4 separate regions of the Mus musculus genome follow, and regions 2, 3 and 4 are each linked to region 1. Evidence: chromatin contacts called from public HiChIP or PLAC-seq and promoter capture Hi-C data. All regions are on one chromosome and are shown on one strand. The core of a region is the stretch at or near the end of the contact, and the rest is flanking DNA. Distances in the headings are between cores, read along the strand shown.

The links. Promoter capture Hi-C pulls out the DNA fragments that hold promoters and counts their contacts. HiChIP or PLAC-seq counts read pairs in DNA pulled down with a chosen protein or histone mark.
Region 2: a contact with region 1 is called in a promoter capture Hi-C map of pre-B cells, with 2.8 times the contacts expected there. The contact joins the promoter of Ints9 here to the promoter of Fdft1 in region 1. A contact is called at or near these places in 1 of 39 promoter capture datasets (pre-B cells) and 1 of 115 datasets of contacts at active chromatin or transcription factors (pancreatic cancer cells).
Region 3: a contact with region 1 is called in a promoter capture Hi-C map of liver, with 2.1 times the contacts expected there. The contact joins the promoter of Kif13b here to the promoter of Fdft1 in region 1. A contact is called at or near these places in 2 of 39 promoter capture datasets (liver and pre-B cells) and 1 of 115 datasets of contacts at active chromatin or transcription factors (embryonic stem cells).
Region 4: a contact with region 1 is called in an H3K27ac HiChIP or PLAC-seq map of extraembryonic endoderm stem cells, with 3 times the contacts expected there. The contact joins the promoter of Msra here to the promoter of Fdft1 in region 1. A contact is called at or near these places in 4 of 39 promoter capture datasets (HPC-7-derived erythroid cells, cranial neural crest, liver and 1 more) and 1 of 115 datasets of contacts at active chromatin or transcription factors (extraembryonic endoderm stem cells).

The regions. Positions count from the first base shown.
Region 1 is chr14:63,176,542-63,179,385 of GRCm38.p6, forward strand. Fdft1 (farnesyl diphosphate farnesyl transferase 1) reads right to left here and starts at 1,346. Exons shown (of 8, transcript NM_001360211.1): 1 at 1,142-1,346. The coding sequence starts at 1,240.
Region 2 is chr14:64,948,885-64,951,728 of GRCm38.p6, forward strand. It overlaps Ints9 (integrator complex subunit 9), which reads left to right and starts at 1,409. Exons shown (of 17, transcript NM_153414.5): 1 at 1,409-1,483. The coding sequence starts at 1,475. It overlaps Hmbox1 (homeobox containing 1), which reads right to left and starts at 973. Exons shown (of 10, transcript NM_177338.6): 1 at 693-973.
Region 3 is chr14:64,651,182-64,654,025 of GRCm38.p6, forward strand. It overlaps Kif13b (kinesin family member 13B), which reads left to right and starts at 1,360. Exons shown (of 40, transcript NM_001081177.2): 1 at 1,360-1,475. The coding sequence starts at 1,421.
Region 4 is chr14:64,439,535-64,442,378 of GRCm38.p6, forward strand. It overlaps Msra (methionine sulfoxide reductase A), which reads right to left and starts at 1,506. Exons shown (of 6, transcript NM_001253712.1): 1 at 1,176-1,506. The coding sequence starts at 1,311.

The sequences.
Region 1 (2,844 bases), core at 96-2,595:
AGAACCCTGAAGTTGTTGCGAGACTGAAATAAAGAATCTTGCATCTGAAAGTGGCTCTGGGATCACGGGTCTAAGTTAAAGGGTGCTAGAGAAGGCAGGTAAGGAGACCTTGCAGGTCAGAATGAACTACCTGTCACTGGAGCTGTCAGGAGCTCAAGTTGGATTATAAAGCAGATTCTTGCTCTTGCTCTGATTACTTATCCGTGCAAGAATCTGGCAACTGTACCTTCTTCTCCCCTGAAACCTACTCTTGGCGTTCATTTCCTTGTGGACCCTGTCTATGCCCTTAATTACACTGCTATCCATGTTTTACCCCACAGAGTGCCCATCACTGACAGGTGTCCAGGGTCTGCTGAATGGCTGAGAGCACTTGTTAGAGCTAAATCTTAAAAAAGGGAGGATTCTGAATGAGAAAAGCAAGGGCACCAATTAAGAATACCTTTAAATAAAATACAGTGCCTGATGTTTCCAGTGAAGGGGAAACGTTTAAGTTTTTGATGTTAACTGGATGTGTCATCATGCAACAGTTACATACTTTTGTCAGAGTAAGTATTATCATAAAAGCACGCGTTTAAGAAAGGGAACAGACCAATGAAATACGAAAAAAACCAAAAAAACAAACATGTTCTGGCCTCTGGCAGCCAATAACTAGTAGGAACTTGGACACAACAAAAACCGTAGGAAGCACCCAGGAATAAAATAGTGGCTGCAGAAAGGTGAGTAAGCTTATGCGGGAGGTGATGTCTGAAAACTGGAAGGAGTGGGTGGGGCGAAGTAAGTTTCATTCCAGTGAAAATAGGCACGATAACTCCTCCAGGGTTCCTTATGTTCTCAAAATTGTTCTCAACCGTGTTCTCTTTAATCTCAATTCTGGAACGCACCCATTTAGGTAAAAATAACTCCAAGCTTAGAAGAACAAAATACGCAGCCAAACTACCAAGAAAAGCAATGGCTTGAACAGACAGAAACCTTGAAAGGCGGGGGGGGGGGGGGGGGGACATGGCCCTAGTGGGGGTGCGCGACCCAGGCAGGGATCCCGCCTTCCGTGAAGACCAGGGTGTCAGAGACCATCCATCCTCTAGAGACCTCTTGTGCGGGAAGCCGCCACAGGCCTGCGAGGGAGCAGGGATGCTCGACTTACCTGGTCCATCTTGGGTATAAAATTCCGCCGGCCTCCCATGCGGAATCGCAGCAGGTTATAGAACTCCTCCGGGTGGCCTAGACACTTGACGAACTCCATCCTTGCGACTGCTGGGCGCGGGGCTCACCTGTCGGGATCTCCCGCTCCCACCTGTGTTTAGACGCCGGGGAGTGGGCAGGGCGAGGAGGCGGGGCCAGCGCCGGACGTCCCGCCCACCTCCCGCCCTCCTCAACCGGCCGCGCCGCTCGCGCCTCCAGGCTAGGACGCGCGGAGTGGACTGACGGACGTTGATTGGCCAGAGCTGCTCGCACCAGGAAAACGTTAACCAATCGGAAGCCGGAGGAGCCTGGCGCGATGACCACACCCTAGAATTTGATTGGAGAGCTGGAAAGCAGCCAGCGAACACGATTGGTACCCAGCAGAGAGCCTTTGTTCCTGCGTGTCGTAGGCTGGCAGCGAGCGAGGCGCATGCGTGGACGTTCTGGAGTTCCGCGAAAGGCTTGAGAGCTTTGCACGATCCTAGGGACCTCGGCCTCCAGTCTGAGTTCACCTCTTGATATACCTAAGGGGTTGGCTGGCAAAGCCGAGTCAGAGTGAAAGGGTAGCAGGGACTGGAAACGCGCCTCGCGGCTTGAGAACAGATAAAACAGTCTTGCTTTCCTCCGAGGAGTTTACAGGGGCTCGAGTTTACCGGGGCTTTGCTGAGCCCCGGGAAACTCCAAGCGGGACAGCGCACAGTATTTCTCAGACTTCTCCACCCGTCTTTTGTGAGACGACATGGCGATGATTCTTGGATCCCATTTTCAAAGCTGCAAAAACAAAGGGAACTGAGCTCTTAATACCTCTCGATGTTCTAGTTGACGTGAACCAGGACTTATGTAGTGCTTGCAAAATCTGCCCGAGATTGGGCCTCCCAGGGATGTGATGGGAACAAATACCTCCTGCTCTCCCCAGTTAAGGATTGCAAGGAGCGAGGAAGGGCTCCCTCCCAGTTCTATTGGTAGTTGATGGTTGCTGGTGGAATGACTTAAAAAGTTACTAGCATAAATGATACATAAGTTTTATTATGAAGTCTTCATACACTTATATAATGTATTTTTATTACATTCCCCTTTACAGTCATAATTCTTACTGTTCCAATTAGCCTTCATTTCTACTTACACCTTTTTATTATATTTTGATGTGAGCATAAGTGTTATCACACACATACCATGTGTGGAAGTCATTTCTCTTCTTCCATTTGACTCCTGGAGATAGAACTCAGGTCATCAAGTTCGGTGGTGCCTTTGTATCACCTAAAGATAGACAAAGATTTTAAGTGGTATGTCTGCTAGTAAGTTGCCCATACTTCTGTTAGTAACCCTAATTAAACCTACTGACAGATCAAGAAGAAAAATGACTAGTTTTAAAGACAAGTTCAAGAAGAGTGGGGGCGGGAAGACGAGAGAATAATAGGGGTTGAATATGATCAGAATATATTATATACGTTATAAAATGTCATAATACAGCCCATTGTTATATATGGTGAATATGCTAGTAAAAACATATTAAAATTATTAAAATGTGCCAGTTTGGTCCTCAATGCTTGAGTCCTTCTATAGAAAACTTCTGTGTTGGAGCTTTAGTCTAAAATGGGGAATTTTAGAGATGGGAATTTCATAGGGATTATATATAAACAAGGCCACAAGGGCAGGCCTTAAAAT
Region 2 (2,844 bases), core at 159-2,658, 1.8 Mb after region 1:
CCTTTAGCTGCCGACTTGAGGCAAAGATGCATCTCCACATCACATCATCTATATAGTCCTGCCGGGAGTTTGGGGTGGAGACTGGCCCAGAGTAGGGCACCGAGTGTGAGCTGGGCGCCCAGACACTAACGAGTTACTGAGCCCCCCCAAACCCTGCACAAGATCCTTGGACCAAAAGTCCAGCCCGGGACTCCTGCGTGCTTCCCAAGCCCAGGCCGCTTATCTCTGACTCCAGCCATCTAACTTACCATCTACAGACATTCCTTCAAGACGATCGCAGCACCCAAGTACACGTCACAGTTTAAAACACAGCGAGACACTCCCCAAACAAACCAGCACACCTCGAAACCACCTTACAGTTTCTCAAACTCCCAAGCAGGAAGACCCCCCAACTCCAGGATTCAAACCTTCCGCCGGTCCTGAAGACCAGAGAGAAGTTGGGAAGCCATCGACGCCTCTCCACGCCCGCCCCTCACAAACTGCCCCACCCCACAGCCCGCGCACGGCCGCCCCCTCGGAAGTACCCCTACTTGCTCCCCTATGCTCAACCTGGCTACTCCAGAGACCCATCTGTGGCGCCTACTCACTTTCTCTCCCCCCCAAACATCTCGACATTTTTTTTTCCTTAAAGTAATGAGAGAAGTGAGGAAAAGAGACTTGAGGCAGTCCAGCTTGCAAACGACCCCACTCACCTTGGAAATCCAGCTGAGAGTTCTCTGCACCCTGCTCAGCCCCCTCCCCAGCGTCCCAGTGCAAGGCTGAGGGAGGGAGGAGGAAGGCGGGAGGGGGAGGGGATCTTCACCGCGGGGCGCCCTGCGGGAGGGGCTGAGGAGGGCTCCAGGCCCGCGCAGGAAGAGCCTAGGGGGGAGGGGAGGCCCCTATCTCCCAGTCTCCCCCTGAAAACCTCCCTTGTCTCAATCACATCAGACTGACTGTCTTTGTCTGGCTGACAACCGCCATATTGATAGCAACAGCCCCGCTCCCACCTGCTGCCGCTGGGCATCCCTGGGAGTTGTAGTTTCCGGTTCCCTAGAGGAAAAGTGCAGAGTTGAGGGTCTGAGGCCCTAGGGAACTACAGCTTCCAGCAGGCACTGCGCCCATACGCCTTCCCACAGGGAGGAGGGGAGCTGGGAGCTGAAATCGTGCGGACTACACATCCCAGAATACCATGGATGCTAGACCCAGATGAGGGACATGATATCATGCTGGGATGGAAAGGAAGGATGAATTGGCGGCGGCGATGAATTTGAGCGGACGGAAGGAGGTGATTAGAGAGAAAAGGGAGGAAAAGGAAAGACGCCCACAGTGCCCATGATACCTGCAGTAAAACTACATTTCCCGTGAGGCTCTGGAAAATGCTTAAGGAGTGAAGACTCCAAGTCCCGCGATGCTCTGGGCTATAGAGATTAAACCGGAAGATCCTTCCCTGTCTTTAGAAGTGAAGAGACTGGTACTGAACAACCAAAAGTCCGATATGAAACTGGTGAGTTTCCACTACTAAGTCAGAGGGCAAAGGTAATGAATGCTATATATCTTTGGAGTCTGTCGCCTCCACCATGATTTATCACGGAGGGAGGTCAGCACTTAAAAATTATAAAGTGAGCTGGGTTTTGCGATTGGGATTTGAATTCCCGCTTGCTCACATCCCACAGCTCCTGCATCTGTCAGGAGGTCTTCATTACTGTTTGGCAGATCCCTTTGGCCGCACGTGAGGTTGTATGTTACATTTCTTCACCCTTGGGCTAAAGATAGGCTCCAAAACTTTGGTTTGGTCATGTTTCTCAGCCTGCACCTGAGAGCTATAATAGATCATCAACCACTTTCCACTTAATGAGCACTTGAGTGGACTCCTACTGATATTGCGAGGCTGGATTCCGATCTGAACAGAAAGTAGGAGCGATCAGACAGAAGGTCTAAATGTCCTGTTACTCCTAACTGCAGTTCGAATTACAAGAAAGAGATGCTAAAGGGTGGTGCCCTTGAAGGATTCCCGTCTAAAGCCTGCTTGAAATAAACAGCTCTAGATAAAACATGCCTCCTGAAGAAGTAACTGTGTGGCAAAACACTAAGCTGACAGGTGGCCTTTTCAGATATTTGCTTTGCCCCATTTTTCTGAGCACACCGTTCTAACAAGTTGTTTTATTCAAGCTTAATGGAATAAGTAATAGAGTAATAAGGAAATTGAACGCAGGTGTGAAATGCTTGTCGTCGCCCTCCTATTCCCTACATTCTCACTGCCAACTTACTGTAGAATCTTCCTAATTGCTACGTGGAGAGAAATATCCTCAATAGAGTGAAGTGTGTTTGGTATGTTCTGTTTAAGAGAGAAGCGATGCAGAAACGTTTATTCCAGAACAACTTTTTTTTTTTTTTCTCTTCTTCTGTTTTTTTGAGATAGAGCTTCTCTGTGTAGCCCTAGCTGTCCTGGAATTCTCTTTGTAGCCCAGGCTGGCCTCTCAGAACAACTTCTTTGGGAGGGTATCAGAACTTAGGTACTTTTTGCTTTACTCATAAAATCTTCTTGCTTAACGTATACACAGAGGTTAAAGCAGGGAAGGAGCAAATGGAAAATTAGCCATTCCCTTTCAGAATCAAAAGCTGGCGAAAAGAAACCAGATGTGGCACACCTTTAATTCCAGCACTCAGGAGGCAGAGGCAGGCAGACCTCTGAGTTCTAGGATAGCCAGGGAAGTTATACTGAGAAATCCTGTCTCAAAAAAAGAAAGAAAGAAAGATAAAGAAAAGAGAGAGAAAAAGAAATCAAGAAAAGGAAGTATTAAAAAGAAAGAAAAGAAAAAGAAGTATTCTAATTATTATCTTCCCTTTCAAACAGTGTAGATCCAA
Region 3 (2,844 bases), core at 110-2,609, 1.5 Mb after region 1:
TTAGAAGGCAGAAGCAGATGGATCTCTGAAGTGGAGACCAGTCTGTCTACTGAGTGAGTTTACAGACCAGCTAGGGCTAGATACAGAGGCAGGCGAGAGAGGCCTCAGGTCTGTTATTCCAGCTACTTGAGAGGGTGAGACAGGAAGATTGCAAGTAAAAAGCTAATTTGAGCAACTCATGTGGACCTCTATCAAAACCCAAAGCACAGGGGCTGGAGAGCTGGCTCACTGGGCTCTATTCTCTGCCCCTATGTGGTGGCTCGCAACTCTCTGTAATTCTAGGTCCAGGGGATCGGATGCCCTCTTCTGAATTCAGCACAGGCATACAGATATACATTCAGGCAAACATCCATAAACATAAAAAAAGAAGAGAAAAAGAAGTAAAAAAACAAAACAAAACAAACCCCAAAAACCCCACCCATCCAATGAAAAACTATAACAAAACTCCAAACAGGGCCATTGAGATGGTTCAGTGGGTAAATGTTCTGGCTTGCTAGCCAGATAACTGAATTCCATCCCTAGGACCCACAGGGTAGATAGAAGGAGAGAACTGACTCTTGAAAGTTGTCTTTTGACACATGCTCCCACATGTGTACACACACACACACATCCAATAAATAAATAAATAAATAACAAGTACATTACACAGAAGGGGAAAGGCCCAGCACCAACAAGGCAGTGTATGTATTTTCCCAGCTCACTAGCCCATTCCTATTCTTAGAAGTGCCTTTTCTTTCTTTCTTTTTCTTTTTTCTTTTTTTGAGACAGGGTTTCTCTTTATATTCCTGGCTATACTGGATCTCATGCTATAGACCAGACTGGCCTCAAACTCAACAGCGATCAGCCTATTTTTGCTTCCCAAGTGCTGGGGTTAAAGGCCTGTGACACCATGGCCAGTTGGCTTTCTCTTTCTTAATAAACTATCTCTACTTTTATTATCTCAAAAAATAATAAAAGGAAGGCTGGGAATATAACTCAAGGATAGAGCGCTTGCCTACCATTCATAAAGTGCTAATTTTAATGTCCAGAAAACTCTCCACACGCACACAAAAGAGAAGTTAGGTGTTGCGGGATGGACAGGGAAAATCCTGCAACAGATAGGAAGGAAGGAAGAGAGAGGAAGAAGTAAAGAAAGAGAAGGAAAAGAAAGGAGAGGGAGGTACAGGAACAGCGGCACAATTGTAAAACGGCGACAGATGACTACAAGTTCCAGAGAGCGGCGCGCGAATTTTCCCGCCAGCGCCTCGGCCTGACTTGTGGGAACTACACATCCCAGCATGCCCCGGGACGCACCGGTCCTCGCCCCTCGTCGGTCCCGCCCCCTTTTCCCCCACAGCCCCCGCCCGCCGGGTTGGCCTCGGAGAGTTTGTCCGGTGGCCGAGGTAGACGGAGGTGCAGTGAGAACCCCGGCGGTAGCACGATGGGAGACTCCAAAGTGAAAGTGGCGGTACGGGTCCGGCCAATGAACCGACGAGGTGAGCGCTTGTCCCGGGCCGGGGGCGACAGGTGCCTGTGGTGGTAGAGCTTCGGCGTCCCGGGGGTCTCGGCGGGCTCCCTTCAGCGCGCGTGCGCCCTCGACGGCGCGGTCGGGCCCTCAGCCCTCCGCCCCGCCAGCTGTCACCGAGCTCTCCAGGCCTGGGGCAGCTCCGGCCTCGCAGTCCTCCTGTGTACGCAGCTCTTAGGGCGGACAGCCCTACTTTTCGATTTTCCACGTTCTCCCTTGAACCTGCACCTTGTGGCTGTTTGCAGAAAAGGAAGGACATGCATGCCTTCTTAGTTCTTTTCTGGTTTATGACTGTCGAGAGGTTTCCTTTTTTTCCTTTTGCTTGAAGTGATAGTCATCATCTCAACAATAAATAGTCTCAGTGCCAAGATTCTTGGGAAATTGTATCTTTCAGACATGCTCTGAAGTCTGTAGGGAGGGTAGAGAAAGTAGATAAACCCAGGACACGTAAATCATCTATCCAAGTTGGAAAGACTGAAGCCCAACTTGAATCCGGGGAGTAGCTGCTTTTTGCCTCTGTAGCTTCACCAGAGGGTGACTGGGCAGGGTACTTAAAATGAGGTGATGTGTTTGAAAACACTTTCTAGACAAGTCTTGTTATTGAGGTTGCTGCCGCGCTCCCGGGAGATGGAATTGCTGCTAATTGATTTAGACTACTGACTAGCTAGAGCCATTATTAAGTGCAGGAGTCATTTTCCAAGGTTTCTAGTTTGTTTTACTGTGTTTAAAGTCTAGTGTGTAGGAAATAGTTTTTCTGTCTCCTTGCCCTTTTGTGTATGTATTGAGGTAAGTAGGTGTAAAAGTTAACAAAGATTTCTCTGGTTGGTTGTTCCTTGGGAACTTGGTGTCTCTGTTTTCTTGTCGTTGGTTTGCCTACTTGAACCTGCTGAAGTCTATGAGGCAAGCTTTTCCCCTGAAGACGGAACTTTTTAAGCTCTCAGCTCATTGCCTCCTAACATCCAGGTTCTCACAAAACAGAGTGAGTAGCTTAGAAGTCTGAAAGTTTTCAGTTCTCCCATTTTTTGAGTATCCAGACATCTTTATTTTAGATCACTTCACCTCATTGTGATCATTACTGCGATTAAAAAAAAACTAAAGAAAAAAAGAAAACAGCCAAATGAAATCCGACATATCTGGGAATGATTCGGAAAGGAAGGGTTCAGCACATTCTTAAAATTTCCTTTTTGCAAAACCCTTGGAAATGTCAGTGCTGAAGGAGGCCTCTAACCAGCCACCACAGCAGGGTTTGGCACAGATAGTTAGAGCCGGACTCTTCCTTGTTTTCTCTTACTGGGAGGAAGCTACTGTCTTTAATTTGCTATGCTTGTAATTCTGACAGT
Region 4 (2,844 bases), core at 256-2,755, 1.3 Mb after region 1:
TTGTTTGAACTGAGTAGCACAAGGTTAATGGCTTAGCAAAATCTCCTAGCCTCTCCTCTCCCCTTTCAAGTCTGAAGAGATCAAGATAAGATATTTCCACTGTCCACAGAAGTATCCAGTAGCCTTGTGATTACGGGTCAGGTCAACGGATCGCTGGCCTCCAGGTTTATGACGCCTAACTCCAAACTAGAAAGATACCTAGAGGCCTATAATTTGTCAGCTCCTGCCCTAAACCCCTCTCCTCAACCCTCTCTGCCTGAAGATAAATGGAGCCTGAAAAAAAAAAAAAAAAAAAACAGTTTACCTGGCCACCTTCTTCTGGTTTTGCTAACTTACCAAATAAGTCATTCTCTTTGTCCCCACTCTTTCTAAAATATTCAGGTCCCTTTCCAAGTGGAAAGCACATGAACTTGGATTCTGTACTGGGAACAGTGAGAACCTTTCAGGAACGAATACTCCCAAGAGTGGGGGGTTAGAAACATTACAATAGGGCTGACAAGGTAAAAGGTCAACAAGAACTACAATCCGATTTCAACTCCTAGGTCCTAAGTGGTGCAAGGAGAAAACTGAGTCACACAGGTAATCAGCTGATCTTCTCACGTGCGCCTGGGGCTTAAGGGAGCACACACAGACACCTCTTAGAGGCTTCATCCATAGCACGTGGAGTTTCTGCAAACGGGGGAGACAACCCAGCATGCCCTTGAAATAACTACAAACTGGGGAGGGTTCTTGCAACCAGCTCTGGCCGAAAATTACACTTCAAAACCTAAGTTCCCAGCGTTGTTAGGTCTGCCTCCAGCGCTTCCATGAACTGGCACCGCTAGACGCTCCTAGAGGCCTAGGTGAAAAGGAAGACTAAGGCTGGGCTCCCACCAGACTCCACTAGCCCCAAATACGGAGCTGCAGACCAGCAAACGGGCTGGGTCGATCCCAACGCTAAAGTCTTTCAGAGCGAGACTCAAACAAAGAGAAGCACGCAGGCAGGAGACTGCCCAGCTGAGCTCCCGCCCTTCCCGGGCTGGGGGGCGGGAGAACTGGGGGGAGGGGGGGATTCGCTGCTTCTTTGCGCACGCGTAGACTCCGACCTGGGACCCACCCGCGGTCCCGCACGTCTTCTTCCGGGAGGGCGCTGTGCGCAGGCTCCACGCGCATGCTCAGCAGCCGTGCCACCTTACCTGTTACAGGGATCGGCTCGGTGCGTCCCGGCAAGGCTTCCTCTGCGGAGATGACTTTCGAAGCTGAGTCGCCCATCCTCCGTACCGGGTTGGCGCTAGAGAGGAGCTGGAGAGCCCTTCTAGAGGCGGAGAGCATGGGCGGCGTGTCCGTCTCGCGGGGCAGACCTCCAGGCCTGGCTGTCTCTGAGGGACAAAGTTCCCAGAGTACGTGAAGCCGCGCGGGCCAAAATTGATGCTGGCTGGGCGCCACCGCGGGAGGTCAGAGTTGCTGCCGTTTCTCCACCTCCGCAGCCAGGGTTCCGGGTGCGATGTACTCACTCAACCACAAAGTAGAAAAGGGAAATCAATGTGTGTGCATAAAAAGGCAGCGAGCTAGAAGAAAGGCAGACCTATAAGAGGATGGCTAGATGGACAGCTAGGAAATTTGTCTATTTCTATCGGAACCATCTTGATAAGTCACATCGATCCAAAGTGAAACCAAAGCACAATTCTCAACACCACAAAGGATCAAGTACTCAACATGAAATATAAACATATAGTGTGTGTACGTGTATAAATGTATAAATACATTCTTCAGCGCATCTCACAGCCCATAAAGTAAACAATGTAGGCACAAATACATTGTTAAACGCTTTATGTGAATGAAGTTAATGGTGAAGTTGGACCAGACGGACTTCAGAAATTATGAGAGAATATTCCTAAACTGAATCTCTAGCCTTAATCTTTAGGTGGCTAGGACCAGATGAGTGATTTCAGAGGTCCTGTATGAGATTTTTGATTTACACACTGCCAAAATGGGCGGGTAGTCTCACATGAAGGAAGGAACTGAGGATTAGCGCCCACAGGGATTTGAAGCTTTGAAGCTAAGCTTCTCCGTGGGTTTAGTTACCACTTTGTGTTCATGTGGGACTGTAATATAAGGACTAGGATTAGTGTACTGCATAGAATGTTGCCAGACACACAACGTTAAACAGATTAAGGTGTTTGTCTTATAATGTAAAAGTCTCCTGGGCCAACTTGTTCTCAACAGTTTACTTGTGGCTTGCTTTTGCTGTGACATTATGCCAAGCAGGTTCTTTCTACGAGGCCTTGCCTGAAACCATCCCAAGATCCAAGATGTCCCGTCCAGGCTTGAAGAGGGCCTGGTCACTAAAAAAAAATGTGTTAAAAAAAATTGTACTTGTAATTTACTGCCCTTTGACACACAGTGACTTGCTTTTTCTGTTTTGTGGTTGACAGAACAAGGGTCATGCAAGAAAAACTTCGTAACTAAATACTGTGTAACGGAAGAATTTGTAATGTTAAGGGAAACTGCTTGTGTAATGTTAGGTATCCCAGAACCACAGTCCATAATATTTAGTATGTAAGATATATATATATATATATATATACACACACACACACACACACATTTCTACTTACCTACCAAGGGGAAATGAGTTTAAAAAAATAAAGTAAAAGCATTGTTTAGAGTTTTATTATTCAGAGTAGTGGGTCTCTTACTAAAGTTTCTTTCCTGCCTTGTGGTCCTAGAAATCCAACTCAAAACACCAAGCTTGGTGGCAGGCACTTTTACCTGCTGAGCCATCTCTCTGGCCCCACTTTAAACATTTTGAGGGTTCTGTGTACACTGTTTAAATGTTTTCAATGATCCTAATGGTTGTACTAT